Linked DNA regions of Mus musculus: regions 1 and 3 are each linked to region 2. A link is a contact called in public Hi-C data. All regions are on one chromosome and are shown on one strand. Each heading gives the region's core, a stretch centred on a gene start, on an enhancer-like site or on the middle of the called end of the contact. The rest is flanking DNA. Distances are from core to core; before and after follow the strand shown.

What was found. A called contact is a pair of places that touch in the nucleus more often than the background predicts.
Region 1: a Hi-C map of muscle stem cells shows a contact between it and region 2, with 2.0 times the contacts expected there. The contact joins two enhancer-like sites. A contact is called at or near these places in 4 of 484 Hi-C or Micro-C datasets (B cells, liver, muscle stem cells and 1 more) and 1 of 115 datasets of contacts at active chromatin or transcription factors (liver).
Region 3: a Hi-C map of muscle stem cells shows a contact between it and region 2, with 2.5 times the contacts expected there. The contact joins the promoter of 2210011K15Rik here to the enhancer-like site in region 2. A contact is called at or near these places in 10 of 484 Hi-C or Micro-C datasets (B cells, CD4 T cells, CD8 T cells and 6 more).

What each region holds. Positions count from the first base shown.
Region 1 is chr1:121,396,935-121,401,541 of GRCm38.p6, reverse strand. No RefSeq gene overlaps it. Among named protein-coding and RNA genes, the nearest start is that of Ccdc93, 32 kb to the left of the region's middle. Within about 2 kb of position 2,416, at least 50 of the 459 cell types and tissues checked have an H3K27ac peak or open chromatin away from gene starts, as enhancers often do. A contact at or near this core is called in muscle stem cells, where this site is marked.
Region 2 is chr1:121,277,390-121,282,059 of GRCm38.p6, reverse strand. No RefSeq gene overlaps it. Among named protein-coding and RNA genes, the nearest start is that of Gm41940, 33 kb to the right of the region's middle. Within about 2 kb of position 1,364, at least 21 of the 459 cell types and tissues checked have an H3K27ac peak or open chromatin away from gene starts, as enhancers often do. A contact at or near this core is called in muscle stem cells, where this site is marked.
Region 3 is chr1:121,358,382-121,362,886 of GRCm38.p6, reverse strand. 2210011K15Rik (a long non-coding RNA gene) reads left to right here and starts at 2,816. Exons shown (of 3, transcript XR_003947976.1): 1 at 2,816-2,865; 2 at 2,970-3,075.

The DNA of each region.
Region 1 (4,607 bases), core at 1,167-3,666, 120 kb before region 2:
TGTGTGTGTGTGTGTATGCAGATGTTAGAGAGCAATTTTGAGTGGTGCTACCCATCTTGAGTTCTAAAACTTAGTCACTCATTGACCTGGTACTTGCCAAGTAGCTTATGCTGGCGAACCAAGAATCCATCTGCCTCTGTTTCCCCAGAACCGGGATTATAAGCATATGTCTCATTGGCTGGCTTTTAAAAATGTGGATTTTAGGCATGAGGATTAGGTTTGCGGCAAACACTCTTAATCTTTCCAGCCCCTGGTTGCTTTTTTGTTTATTTGGATTTTTGTTGTTGTTGTTGTTTGTTTTTGAGGCAGTGTCTCCTATAACTCAGGCTGGCTTAGAACACCCTATGCAGCTGGAACGTGCTAGAACTCCTGATCCTTATTCCTCTGCCTCTCAAGTGCTAGGATCACAGATCATAATGCTTGGCTTATGTGGTGCTGAGGGCTTTGTGCATGCTAGGTAAGCACTCTACAAACTGAGGCACATCTCCAGTTCACAAGATGACTACAAAATACAGGAGGATATATACAGGCTATACACAAACACTATACATGATTTTACACAAATGATTGGAGCATCTCAGGTGAAGGAAAGAGGGACAGTGACCTAGGACCAAACTCCCATCGCAGAGGGATGGACTACTTGTATTTCAGTCTCATTTTGTTGCTGGGTTCATTCAATTTACTATTCAGAACTTGTCATTGAAACTAGCAGGAACTAGGCTGGCACAGGGGATTAAGGCAGTTGGTGCTAAGCTTAACAACTGGAATTGGATCCTTGGGGCTCATAGTGAAAGGGGACAAGCGATTTCTTCAAGTTGTTATCTGACTTCCATGAAAAATATATTGTGGAACACACACGCACACTCACACTCATGCAAATGAATACATACAAAAATAAATAAATATTTAAAAAATTAAGAAATGACCAAAATGTCTTATTTATTCAGAAACAACACAAGAAAAAAAATCAAGAAAAACATTTTCAAGAGAACACTGTTGATCGCAATTAAAACTCTCCCAAAAGCAAGAGGTAAGGGAGGGGAGAGGGAGACAGGAAGACATATTCTACTTCTGAACAACAGATGGCGACGGAGCTAAGCAAATGGAAGACATTGTTCCATGTTAGTGAAATCCTGTCAAGTGTGTGGAAGAAGCCAAGCTATAAACAACATATGGGAAACAATGAATATTTTAATTAGGTGTTAATAACCGAATATTGAATCCTTGTCTTTCTACCTAATTCACAACAGTGTTATGATGGCTAATTAATAAGTGATTGTAAAGGAAATGATTCATTATTTGCTGCAATAATTAGACCAGTTGACATGCTTCTAATCGTGAAATGATTTTTAAAAGTAAATGGATACAGAGCAAGTTAGTTTTCTGTAGTTACAGGAACCCCACAGTGCCTGTTTGAGGTGATTTTTATTGCCACTTTACATCGTTTGGGTACCAGCAACGATTCGTTGCATCATTTCCTTCTCGAGATAGAATCAGGTGTGAGTATTGTCTTAACAGATAGCCTGTCACATACACTTGAAATTATGTATATAAGAGGAAACAAGAAAGCCTGCTTTCATGGGGGAACTTTTTGGAAAGATATCAACCATTGAGCAAATCAAAACAAAACCCTAGCCCAGAAGAGAGAGAGAGAAAAAAAATCCTCTCTCCAGAGTCCCCCATCTCTAGCGTCTGATTCTCATATATAAAAATAAAACTAAAAAGCAAGTATATAATCCCAAACTCCTCCCCCTCATTCCAGATTTCAATCCTCTTTGAAGTGCCTCATGTCCTCAGGACATAATGAAATGCCTTGCACTGGAAGGAAGCCACACAGATACATTTCAAGACCCCTCCCTTCTCTCTGCTAGTGGCAGAGCTAATGCAGTTTACTTATTAGATGAGTCGCCATGGATACTGATAGACTCAAGCCAAGTCTACCCCACTGAGGGGAATTGGAGAGTTGAGGCAATTAGCCTCATAATTTAAATAAACAAAGTTCCCCTCGTTTTTGTTTCGGTTACCTGATTTTTTTTTTCAAATGAATGTCTAATTTTAGTTTTGAATTATTAGAGGTGGTTCTCGCCTCGGGTCTCTTGTTAAATTAGCTGGCAGAGATCTGGATTCCTCTACCCCAAGCGAATGAGCTTCCTGAGCCTCCTGCTTTATCATTCCCAAGCCTTCCTAGCCGGCATTTTGGGAAACAATGTGAATAACTGCAATCCGGGATGAACAGACTCTGCAAGACCATGCAGATCTAGAAACGGTTGCTTGGAGAGACAAGATCCTTTAATCTGACGAAGACATTCATAAACCCATGTCCTTCCTGACCCTCTGGTCTCCAGCCTGTTGTGCTCAGACCACATGTTTCTACCCTGGTCTTAGGCCAAGCCACAGACTACAGAGACACTTCCAACTGGGGATTTTAGGGCTGGTCTTGGCTGCTTCTTGCAATCCCATTTTTCTTCCCAGGCCGTGTCCCACCCTTGCCAGTATGGACGCCTTCATCGGGCTTTCTGCTGAGACAGAGGAGTCTAAAACACAGCTATCACTCCCAAGTAACAAGGCTTCACATGTAAGTCACTACCCACATCCGTCATCTCCATTATTTAGTACTCCTTGTCCTCATCCTGGATGGGACTAGCTACAGCAGGAGTCCTGATGAGTGTGAACTGTGTTGTTTTGCTTTGTGCATACGTATGTGTGTGTGTGTGTGCACGCATAAATGTGCATGTTGAAAAACATACGAGCGCCTCCTTTGTTGTTCGTGAGATGATATTCCCCTTGTTATTCTGAGGCAGGGGTTCTGCTCTGGAGCTGCTCTGGAGTTATCCAAGTAGGCAGGGATCTGCTGGTCTTTGCCTCCCCAGGGCTGGGATCACAAGTGCACACAACCTTCCATGCTTGTATTTTGTTTGTTTGTTTGTTTGTTTGTTTTGCATCCTTTGTTTCTTTGTGCTGTTTTATTTTGTCTGTTTTGTTTTGCATGGGTTCTGGGGTTCTAACTCAGGTCCTGCTGCTTGTAAGGCAAGCCCTTTAGTGGAATCAATCATCACACTGGGGCTTCCATGTTGCTCCTGCTGTGCATTGGCATGAGAGTCTCTCCTTCACTCTCGCCACTCCCTAACACAGAGCTTGCTCAGGGTGACTCAGCATTGAGAGTTTTCTGGCCATTCATCACTGACAACCTATATCCTTCGTCTTTTTCCTTTTCTCTCTTCTATTTAAGATTTTAAATTTTATATAGTGCGAGGATAGGTGAGGTATGTTTGCCTGTGTGGGATGGTCCAAGGACAACTTGTAGACGTTGGTTCTCACCTTGGGCTTTGCAACAAATGCTTATTCACTGAGCTTTCACTGGCTTCTTCTCATCCTAGCTTTTTAGATTCTCCTCCTGGAAGGAGAGGCTGTGATGTAGGCAGAGGCTGTATCCCTTAGGACTGGACGGTGTGGTGTCCAATAGTGGTAGGGCTCTAGCTAGAAGTCGATCTTGGCATCTTATTGGCATGAATTTGACTCACCCTTAACTTTCATATTTCTTACCCTTCCTGAACTTCATTTTTTTTTTTTTTTTTTGGTTAGGTACTAGATTGATATGTCTGGAAGAGGCAGAGTAGTTATTGGAAATAACTTACACAGGGTACCTCATAAGAGCTTTACTAAGATAGTTTTTATATATTACTTATTAGATTTAATATTTATATAATCATCTTAAATATTTATTTTTATTTTATGTATGTGATGTTTTGCCTGAATATACGTCTATGCATCACATTCATACAGTGTCCTCAGAGACTAGAAGAGGGCATCGGGCACCCTGAAACTGGAGTTGCAGTTCCTGTTAGCCACATGTGCATACTGGCATTTGAATCCAAACTCTCTAGAGGAGCAGCCAGTGTTCTTAATCACGGATACATCTCTCCAGCCTGAATGTTTATATTTTGATATAATAAGAGCTGACAGTCAAGTATAGAACTGTCTGTATGCAATAAGAATGTGGGTATTCTAGTCTATTACTTTGTTCCTTATTTTCCTTTCTCTGCTCTAGCAAGGCTTTACATTTCAGTACTCTATTTGTGTGTGCATAAATGTGTTACTCGCAGGGACACATGTGTGCATACGGAGACTACAGGACAACTTAAGTTCCTTCAGAACACCACCCGCCTTAGTTTGAGACTGCACCTCTCAACGTCCTGGAGTTCTTCCAGTACACTAGGCCTGCTGGCTGACTTTCAGGTTCCCGTAGCCCACCTATATTTAGCCTCTCATATTTCTTTATGGCTTTGGGATTTCAGCCAGGCGTGTGTGTGTGTGTGTGTGTGTGTGTGTGTGTGTGTGTGTACATGTGCACACGTGTGTGCAGATGTGTATACATGTGGAGAGAAGAAGTCAACGTCTGGTGTCTAATTTTGTCACTCTCCACCTTCTCTTCTGGTAAATTTTTACTGAACCCAGAATTCGCTGGGCTAGGCGGACTGGCCAGGAAGCTCTTAGAATCCCCATCTCCACCTACCAGACGTGGGATAGCAGGAATGCTGCCATACCTGGCCGTTTTTCACCCATGGATCATAAGGACCTGAACTCAGATCCCCATACGTATATGGGAG
Region 2 (4,670 bases), core at 115-2,614:
GCCTGCATTTTGAACAACTTTTGATGTCTGTCTCAAGAGCCGCTCTTTTTTTGCCCCCTGGCCTGGAGCTCCCTGATGAAATTAGGCTGGCTGGCCAGTGAGGGTGGGACCCACCTTACGGCTGGCCAGTGAGGGCGGGACCCACTTTACGGCTGGCCAGTGAGGGCAGGGACCACCTTACGGCTGGCCAGTGAGGGCAGGGACCCACCTTACTGCTATCTTCCTGATGTCAGGCCTGCATGCCCAACTTTTTATGGGAATTGAACTAGGGTCCTAATATTTGTATGGCAAGTATTTTACAAACTGAATTATTTCCCACCCTCCCCCATTTTCTTTTAAATAAGGTCTTCTTTTGCAAATAAAAGCTTTGAGACTAACTAGGTGGAGACACCATTAAAATACCCCTGATCTATATCTAACTAAATAGGGAAGCTGTTTTAGCTATTTTATTCAAAATAAAAAAACCAACCAACCAAACAAACAAACAGAAAGCCTAGTTGAGTAGTGTCTAGAACATCTCCCAGAAATCCAATTCAAATTTTTGACTGCCTTCATCTTTGGCATTCACCGAATCCTAGACTTGTGGCCTAAGGAGAACACTTAGTTAGGATGACAATCTTAATAAGTGTTCTCCTTAGGCCACAAGTGTTACTGGACATGCAGTGACAATCTGTACCCGAACAAGCCAGGTTTGGCCACCTCTAAGCCCATTAAGACAGCCAAAGTAATAGTGAAAAACACTCAAGGTAGATTTAATTAGTGCAACCACTTTGGGAAGAGAGAGAGAGATCAACTCAGCACCTCCATCCCTAGAGACTTCAGGGTCAGGAAGTGAGGTTGTGGTGGCCAGAGTTCTGCCTGTTTAAGTAGTCCCTGGTGAAGGTTTGGTCCAGCCCACTATTAACCAATCATTGTCTCTACTGTAAGGAGGTCCAACAAAGCCCCCTCTCTGGCTGGCCCAGGATGATTTAGGCTCTTTCTTTCCTTACATAAGATTCCTGAGGAATTCTGGTTTCTTAAGAGTTGTTTCAATCATCTGATAGCCAAAGAGGCACAAGGGTCTCGGGAATAAATTTATCCCTGCCAGGCCGATTACAGTAAAAATACATTTTGGTCAGTGTCAGCTTCAGCGTCTCAAGTAGGCAGGTTGTAGAACCTATGGACATATCTTGTTATGGTGTCCCAGCTTGTGAGTTAAGACCCTTGTATTATCTATTCCCCAACCTCACAGAGATCCCATATAATCACTCAGCTGGGTTTCCCTGCCTGGTTCCTGATCCTGTCTCAGTGACTCACCATACATGGGGCCAAATGGGTCACCAACAGCCATGGCATAAGAGAGCCTTGTGGAAATTCTTCTGTGTGAGCTGTCTGAGAGCCATCTCCAGTCATCTGGCTCAGGGCCCCACCCCCGCTAGCTCAACAGCTCTGATCTTAGGCAAGTCATGCAATTCCAATGAAATTGTCTCCCTTGCCAAAACTACTATGCCCTTTCTTAGTAGAGTTGAAATGCTGAGTGCATCTCCCTCAAAATAATACAAACTCTTTTCTCTTTGTGTAATTACTGGAAGGAATGTGGAATGCAGACAAACAACCCCAGCATTGTAAGCCATGTGATGCGGAGGCGCCATCACTTTTGGAGACAGGGAATGGCCGTGACAACTAGACTTGAAAGCTGTACAAAAGGATCACTCCTTTATATTACGTATGTGAGTGCATGTATGGACATGTATATGGGTTCATGTACATGTACAAATACATGGTCGTATATGTGTGCCTGTGTATAGAGGATAGAGGTCAACTTTGGGTATCATCCTTGAGCTCTGTCTGTACTGCTATGTGTGTGTACATGTGTGTGCATATGCACATGTGTGTACATGTGTGTGAATATGAACATTGTATACATGTGGTATGTATGTGTGTGTGTGTGTGTGTGTGTGTGTGTGTGTGTGTGTGTGTGTTTGGCTATATGTTCACATGTATCTCTAGAGAGGCCAGAATTTAATTTTGGCTGTCTTCTCTAGTTATGTTCCACATTATTTTTTGAGGCAGGGTCTCTCACTGAACCTGGAGCTTACTGATTCAGCTAGGCTGGCTGGCCAGTAAACCTTAGGTATTCTCCTGCCTCCATTGCTCCAGTCCTGGGATTATAGGTATGTGTTGTTGCATCTAGCTTTATGGGTTCCAGGGAACCAAACTCAGGTCCTCATACTCGTGTGGCAAAGTGCTTTACTGACTGAGGCATCTCTTCTGCTCATTACAGAATCCCTGGTATGTAATAGATGTTCAATAAATGGGAGCTGAGTTTGCTGCTGTTATCGGCGATGGTGATGGTGTGGTTAGTGGTTCATTCATCAGTCTCACTGCATTGCAGATACTGATCAACAGAACCCCCTCCATCATCCTATTGTGTCCACAAGTGCAGAGAGAAGTAATGAGCAGCTGGAGCTATTGAGGAAGTAATTAAACAGGATTAAATGAATGGAAAGGAGAGTGCAGAGTCCAAGAAGAAAGAAAATGGACTGAAAACCAGGACTTGATTTTCAGGAAGGGAAAGAGACCCTTTTCCTTTTATTTATTTTGTGCATGTGTGTCAAACCTGTGTGTATATTCATGCATATGTGCATGTATGTGTGCAAGTGTGTGCACGTGTGTTGCAAAGCCGGAGGATGACCTCAGGTATGGTCCTCAGTAGTTCTCCACCTAGTTCTCTGAGACAGTCTCTTACTGAACCTGGAGGTCACTGAGTCAGTTAAGCTGGCTGGCCAGCAAGCTCCAGGCACCTCCTTGTTTCTGTGTCCACACTGCTGGGCTTAGAAGCGTGCACCACTCTGCTCTGCCTTCTTATGTGACCTTTGAGGCTTGAACTCAGCTCCTCATGTTTGTGCTGCAAACATCTTCCTGACTGAGGGAAATGAGTCATTTTTCCCAGCCCCAAAATCTTGCTTCGTTGGTAATCTGAACCTGGGCTTAAGGGTTCAGGTATGTCATCAGAAACAAAAATCTTAGTTTCTAACCTAAAACCATTGCCTTTCAGCTTCCTGTGTGTCCTTGGAGAGGTACCCATGTGTCTCACACTTCCCTTCTGTTAGGTCACTCCAGGTTCCTGGTTTTACTGACCTTCTGTGACAGTGGTTATATTGGTTGCTTTTCTCATTGCTGGGGCATAATATTCTATAACAACAACTTGAAGCAAGAAGGAGGGGTTATTTCAACTCAGTGTCATTCCCTAAGAAGGCTTTGACGCTCACTATGCACACCTCTGGCTCAACCCACTCTGTTTGTTGCCACAGAGCAGCTAGCATACCTGCCCCCTCATAAGATGGACATGGCACATAGGACATCATGTTGTGTCACAGTTGCCTCTGGGCGTCTATCTCATGGAGAGGGGTAGTGGAAAAGAGAGCATTTAGGACCAGACCTTGAACAATGCTATGAACTTCTGATATCTCCCTCTGGAAATGCGAGTAACCATGGTAACCTCCTTACATTGTGGTGGGGGATGCACTGAGTTAAAGTGCCAGGAACATGGCATGTTACATAGCAGTCCCCAAACGTCTTAGTTGGGGTTTGCATGGCTGTGAAGAGACACCATGACCAGGCCAACTCTTATAAAGAACAACATTTAATTGGGTCTGGCTTATAGTTTCAGAGGTTCAGTCCATTATCATCATGGCAGGAAGCATGGCAACTCTCAGGCAGACATGGTGCTAAAGAAGGAGCTGAGAGTTCTCCAGCTTGATCCAAGGGCAGCCAGAAGGACACTCTCTAAGATCACCCCCACAGTGACACATTTCCTCCAACAAGGCCATATCTATTCTATAAGGACACACCTCTTAATAGTGCCACTCCCCATGTGCCAAGCATTCAAACACACGAGTCTATGGGGGACAAACCTATTCAAACCACTAGAGTATACAAATGCTATTAGCCTGTGGTTCCTTTGAGGGCTTTGTTTACTGCGTCTCTGGCTCTGTATCACTGACTGGGAGAAATAGCACCGATGAGGACAATAGCCAAGCAATAAGCACCTGTAAAGGTGGTGACCTCACGGCAGCACCATGTTTTCACATGTTTGCCCATTTAGTGCTCTGGCCATTTATCATTAGTTCCCATAGCATAGAGGAATAGCCAAGGGCTCAGGAAATACTGGCTTAGTCCAGTTCGTCGAAGCCAATGAACAAAGCTAGGAATCACGCCAGTTGCTCTTCCTTCAGCAGTCAGGTTTCTGGAAGCTGCAGATTTTAGCAACTCGTATCAGATGGCATTTCCCCTTTGTTTACAGGTGTCTGCTCCACAGTCAATCTGGCAGGTTCCCTCTTTCACTAGTTTTTCTTGTGTTGGTGTCTGCGTGTGTGCGCATGTGCAGTAGGCAGATGATGATGTGGGTGTGATTTTTCAGGTGCTTTCCACTGTGGCTTTTTTTTTTTTTGAGAAATGATCTATCAATAGCTTGTGACTCATCAAGTAGACTAGGCTGGCTGTCCAGCAAGCCAGGGTGATGTTCCTGCCTCTGCCTCCCCAGTGCTAGGATTAGAAGTGTGAGCACCAAGCTCTGTTTTGTTTTATTTTGTTATGTTTTTTTAAAAAGATGGTTTCTGGCTATTGAACCCGTGGCCTGATACTTGCAAGGATGGAACTATCCCACTGGCCCTTCCTCCTCTTTTTCT
Region 3 (4,505 bases), core at 1,567-4,066, 79 kb before region 2:
GTCAGCTAAGAAGGCAGGCAGTTGGGAGGCCAATTTCTCTCTATATGCCATTTAAAAATAAATGCTTTCAGGACTAAAGACATGGACTACTGGTTAAGAGTGCTTGCTGCTATTGTTGGGGACTAGAGCCCAGTTCCAGCACCCAGATCAGGAGCTCATAACCACTTGAAACTCCAGCTCCAGGGGTTCTGAGCCCTAGTTCTGGCCTCTGTTGGCATGTGTGCACACACCCACACCCACACTCACACACCCTTAAAGTAAATGTTTGCTTCCCACAATTACATGTTTTATGCAAAGATTTCTTTCTCTTATATATGTTTTTCCTTTTATTGAAAATAAATTTTTCTTACATAATATATTCTAATTACAGGCTCCCCTCCCCTCTCACCCTAGTTCCTACTGACCTCCCCTCCCATCTGGATCTACCACCTTTTCTGACTCTCATTAGAAACCAGCAGGCTTCCAAGGGATAATAATAAAATAAAGTAGAATAAGATAAAACAAAAACTAGCACACAGAATAGGGCAAAACAAACAAGCAAAAGGGAGAGAGCTCAAGAAATGGCACAAAAAGATTTATATAAAGGCAGAGACCCACTCATTCACACATTCAGAAATCCCATGAAAAGACTAAACTGGAAGCCATGATATTCTTTAAAAAAGTTTAGGGTATCAAGGGAAAATAAAAATTAAAAAAAATTAAGATTAAAATAAAAAAGCCTTGACATGAGATTATGACATAAGGAACCTCCAAAGATGCCACAAAATTTATTTTCTGTTGGCCATTTACTTCTGGGCATGTAGCCTACCTTAAAAGTAGTTTGTTTTCTGAGGGAGACTCCCTTGGGGAAACTAAATTTTTACTTGCAAGTGGTTATCAGTTGGAGGAGATCGATTCTAGGTTAGATATGGGGACATGTGTTTACTTCTATCAGATCTATGGACTCATCTGGTGTAGACCGGTGCAGGCCCTGTGCACGTGAGTTCATAGCCAGATATGGGGTGACTTAGAGGGCTTTGGTTTTTCTTCCTCCTCCTCCTCCTCCTCCTCCTCCTCCTCCTCCTCCTCCTCCTCCTCCTCCTCCTCCTCCTCCTCCTCCTCCTCCTCCTCCTCTTCTTCTTCTTCTTCTTCTTCTTCTTCTTCTTCTTCTTCTTCTTTTGGTTTTTCGAGACAGGGTTTCTCTGCATAGCCCTGGCTGTCCTGGAACTCATTCTGTAGACCAGACTGGCCTCAAACTCAGAAATCTGCCTCCTCTGCCTCCCGAGTGCTGGGATTAAAGGTGTGTCCCACCACGCCCAGCTTTTACTTTGGTTCCTCTAATTCTCCATCCCCTGTGGCTGTTACAGACTTTCTACCACCTCTTCTGAGGGGCTCCCTGAATACTGAGGGGAGGGATTTGATGGAGACATCCCATTTAGGGCTGAGCATTCAAAGGTCTCTTCCTCTCTGCACATTGTCTGGCTGTGACAATGTTCCCATTTGTTATATTTGTTATATTCCTTATATTTGTTATATTGACATTGTTATGTTTGTTCCCATCTGCTGCAGAAGAAAGCTTCTCTGGTGATGACTGAGTGCAATTGTGCTTTTAATCTGAGGCAAATCTGCTGGTGTTCTCAACAGAGCAGCCGTAGGCATGTTCCTGCTGGCGATTTAGATGGGATCTTTTCCCTACTTGTTGTTTTTGGACTTTGTGTTCTATCCCCAAGGGATATTTACACTACATTTGGCATAAAATTCATACTACAGCTTTATGTTTTATAGTATGAAAAAGAAAGCTTTGGAGATTATTATGATGTAGTTATTTCTTTTGAGCATCACATGGTTATAGTCCTCATAGAGACAAGATTGCTATAGGAACTACAGGGGACCTTGCTCTGCTTCCAGTCTAGACAGGGGAATAAGAAAGACAATAAACATGCAGATAGCTAGAGCATAGTCATGTGCTGAGACTAGCAACATTCACTCATGGTTCATAGGTGGAGGAGAGAGGGTTCCTAGACTTTCATCCAAGATCCTACCCACCACCCTCACCTGTCACCTGGTCTGGGAGAAGCAATAGAGTATATAGGAAGTAAAAGGGAGATGGGGAGAGGAACTCCAGAGATGCTATTGCCATGCGTCATCCCTCCTGCTCCTGTCAGCAGCCTCTGACTCACGGATTCACCAGGAGTGAGCTCATTGGCTCATCAGGCTGGGCTGATACGAAATTGTGTCTGTGGTCTGTTATTCCCCTGCCAGGGGTGAATGTCCCTCACGGAGATTCTTAGCATTAAGAACATCACTAAGAGTACAGACAGCTTTGCACACAAGTCAATAGTGTGTGCGTATGACTGTGTGTGTGTGTGAGTGTGTGAGTGTGTGCATGTGTGTGTGTGTGAGTGTGTGTGAGAGTGAGTGTGTGTGTGTGTGTATGAGTGTGTGTGTGTGCATGTGTGTGAGTCTGAGTCTTAAGGTGGAAGTTTATAAGCCAAGCCTTCCTGATGGTTTTCTCTGCCTGGGTCTTGCATGTGGATGGATACACACTCCCTCAGCTTCATTCTCTGGCTATTTACTGCCTCTACCTCCATTATGGACTCTCCCAATGGGACTGTAAGCCAAAATACGCACTTTTTTACTCCTATAAAGTTACTCTGATCATGGAATTTTATTGCAGTGACAAAAAAAAAAAAAAAAAAAAAGACTGCAGAGCCCTTTCCTGCTATGGCGCCATGCCTTGCCCTGTTGCACTTACTAGACCAGCTTGCTTATATGGTTTCCGAGATAAAGAAAGTTCACCCCAGCTGGTTTTGCAGAACTCCCAACACTCCTGTATCATGGAGGCCGAACCATGACAATGCCTGGCAGAGTCCAAAGACGATGAGTGTTGGTAGCTTCCTCGCATCTGATTTCTAAGTCTGTAAATTCACATCTGAGATAAAAGAAATGCAAGGGCCTAACTCCCGAGCTCTGGGTTTGCTTTCCTCTAGGGTGTGGCTCCAATGCCAGAAGCTGAAGGGCTGAGGAGACTGCTCATCCAGTAGAGGTGCTGGCTGCCGGGCCGGTGGACCGAGCTTGATCCTTGGGACCTAGATGGTAAGTGAGAGCACTGACTCTGACATAATGTCGTTGGACGGTCACACACAGTATGGAACCTCTGCATTCCCCTACAATGAAATCAGTAAATGTTAACTGTTCTTCAGACGTAAGAAGACGAGCCTTAGACGTGATATTTTCATCAGCACGATCTAACGCGAACGATTGAAGGCTGAGACTTGTGCTGGTCATTCTGCTCGCCTCTGCAGCCACACCCAACCAGAAGCAACTCCGAGGAGCAGTGGCAGCAGAAGGGGTGGCAGGGGCAGCAGGGGCAGCAGGGGCAGGAGGGGAAGATGGAGGGGCAGCAAGGGCGGGAGGGGCAGGAGTAGCAGGAGTGGCAGCAGGGGCAGGAGGGGCAGCAAGGGCAGGAGGATCAGGAGGTGCAGGAGGGGCAGGAGGGGCATCAGGGGCTGGAGGGGCAGCAAGGGCAGGAGGGGCAGAAGGGGCAGCAGGGGTGGGAGGGGCATCAGGGGCATCAGGGGCAACAGGGGCAGCAGGAGGGGCAACAAGGGCGGGAGGGGCAGCAGGGGCAGGAGGGGCAGGAGGGGCAGGAGGGGCAGCAGGTGCGGGAGGGACGGGAGGGACAGCAAGGGCAGCAAGGGCGGGAGGGGCAGGAGGGGCAGCAGGGGCAGCAGTTGCGGGAGGGGCAGCAGGGGCAGGAGGGGCAGGAGGGGCAGCAAGGGCAGCAAGGGCGGGAGGGGCAGGAGGGGCAGCAGGGGCAGGAGGGACAGGAGGGGCAGCTGGGGCAGGAGGGACAGGAGGGGCAGCAGGGGCAGGAGGGACAGGAGGGGCAGCTGGGGCAGCAGGGGCAGGAGGGGCAGCAAGGGCAGCAAGGGCGGGAGGGGCAGGAGGGGCAGGAGGGACAGCAGGGGCGGGAGGGGCAGCAGGGGGGCAGCAGGGGCAGGAGGGGCAACAAGGGCGGGAGGGGCAGCAGGGGCAGGAGGGGCAGGAGGGGCAGGAGGGGCAGCAGGTGCGGGAGGGACGGGAGGGACAGCAAGGGCAGCAAGGGCGGGAGGGGCAGGAGGGGCAGCAGGGGCAGCAGTTGCGGGAGGGGCAGCAGGGGCAGGAGGGGCAGGAGGGGCAGCAAGGGCAGCAAGGGCGGGAGGGGCAGGAGGGGCAGCAGGGGCAGGAGGGACAGGAGGGGCAGCTGGGGCAGCAGGGGCAGGAGGGGCAGCAAGGGCAGCAAAGGCGGGAGGGGCAGGAGGGGAAGGAGGGACAGCAGGGGCGGAAGGGGCAGCAGGAGGGGCAGCAGGAGGGGCAGCAGGGGCGGGAGGGAAAGCAAGGGCGGGAGGGGCAGGAGGGGAAGCAGGGGCAGGAGGGGCAGCAGGGGCAGGAGGTGCAACAGGGGCAGGAGGGACAGCAAGGGCGGGAGGGGCAGGAGGGGCAGCAGGGGCGGGAGGGGCAGGAGGGGCAGGATGGGCAGGATG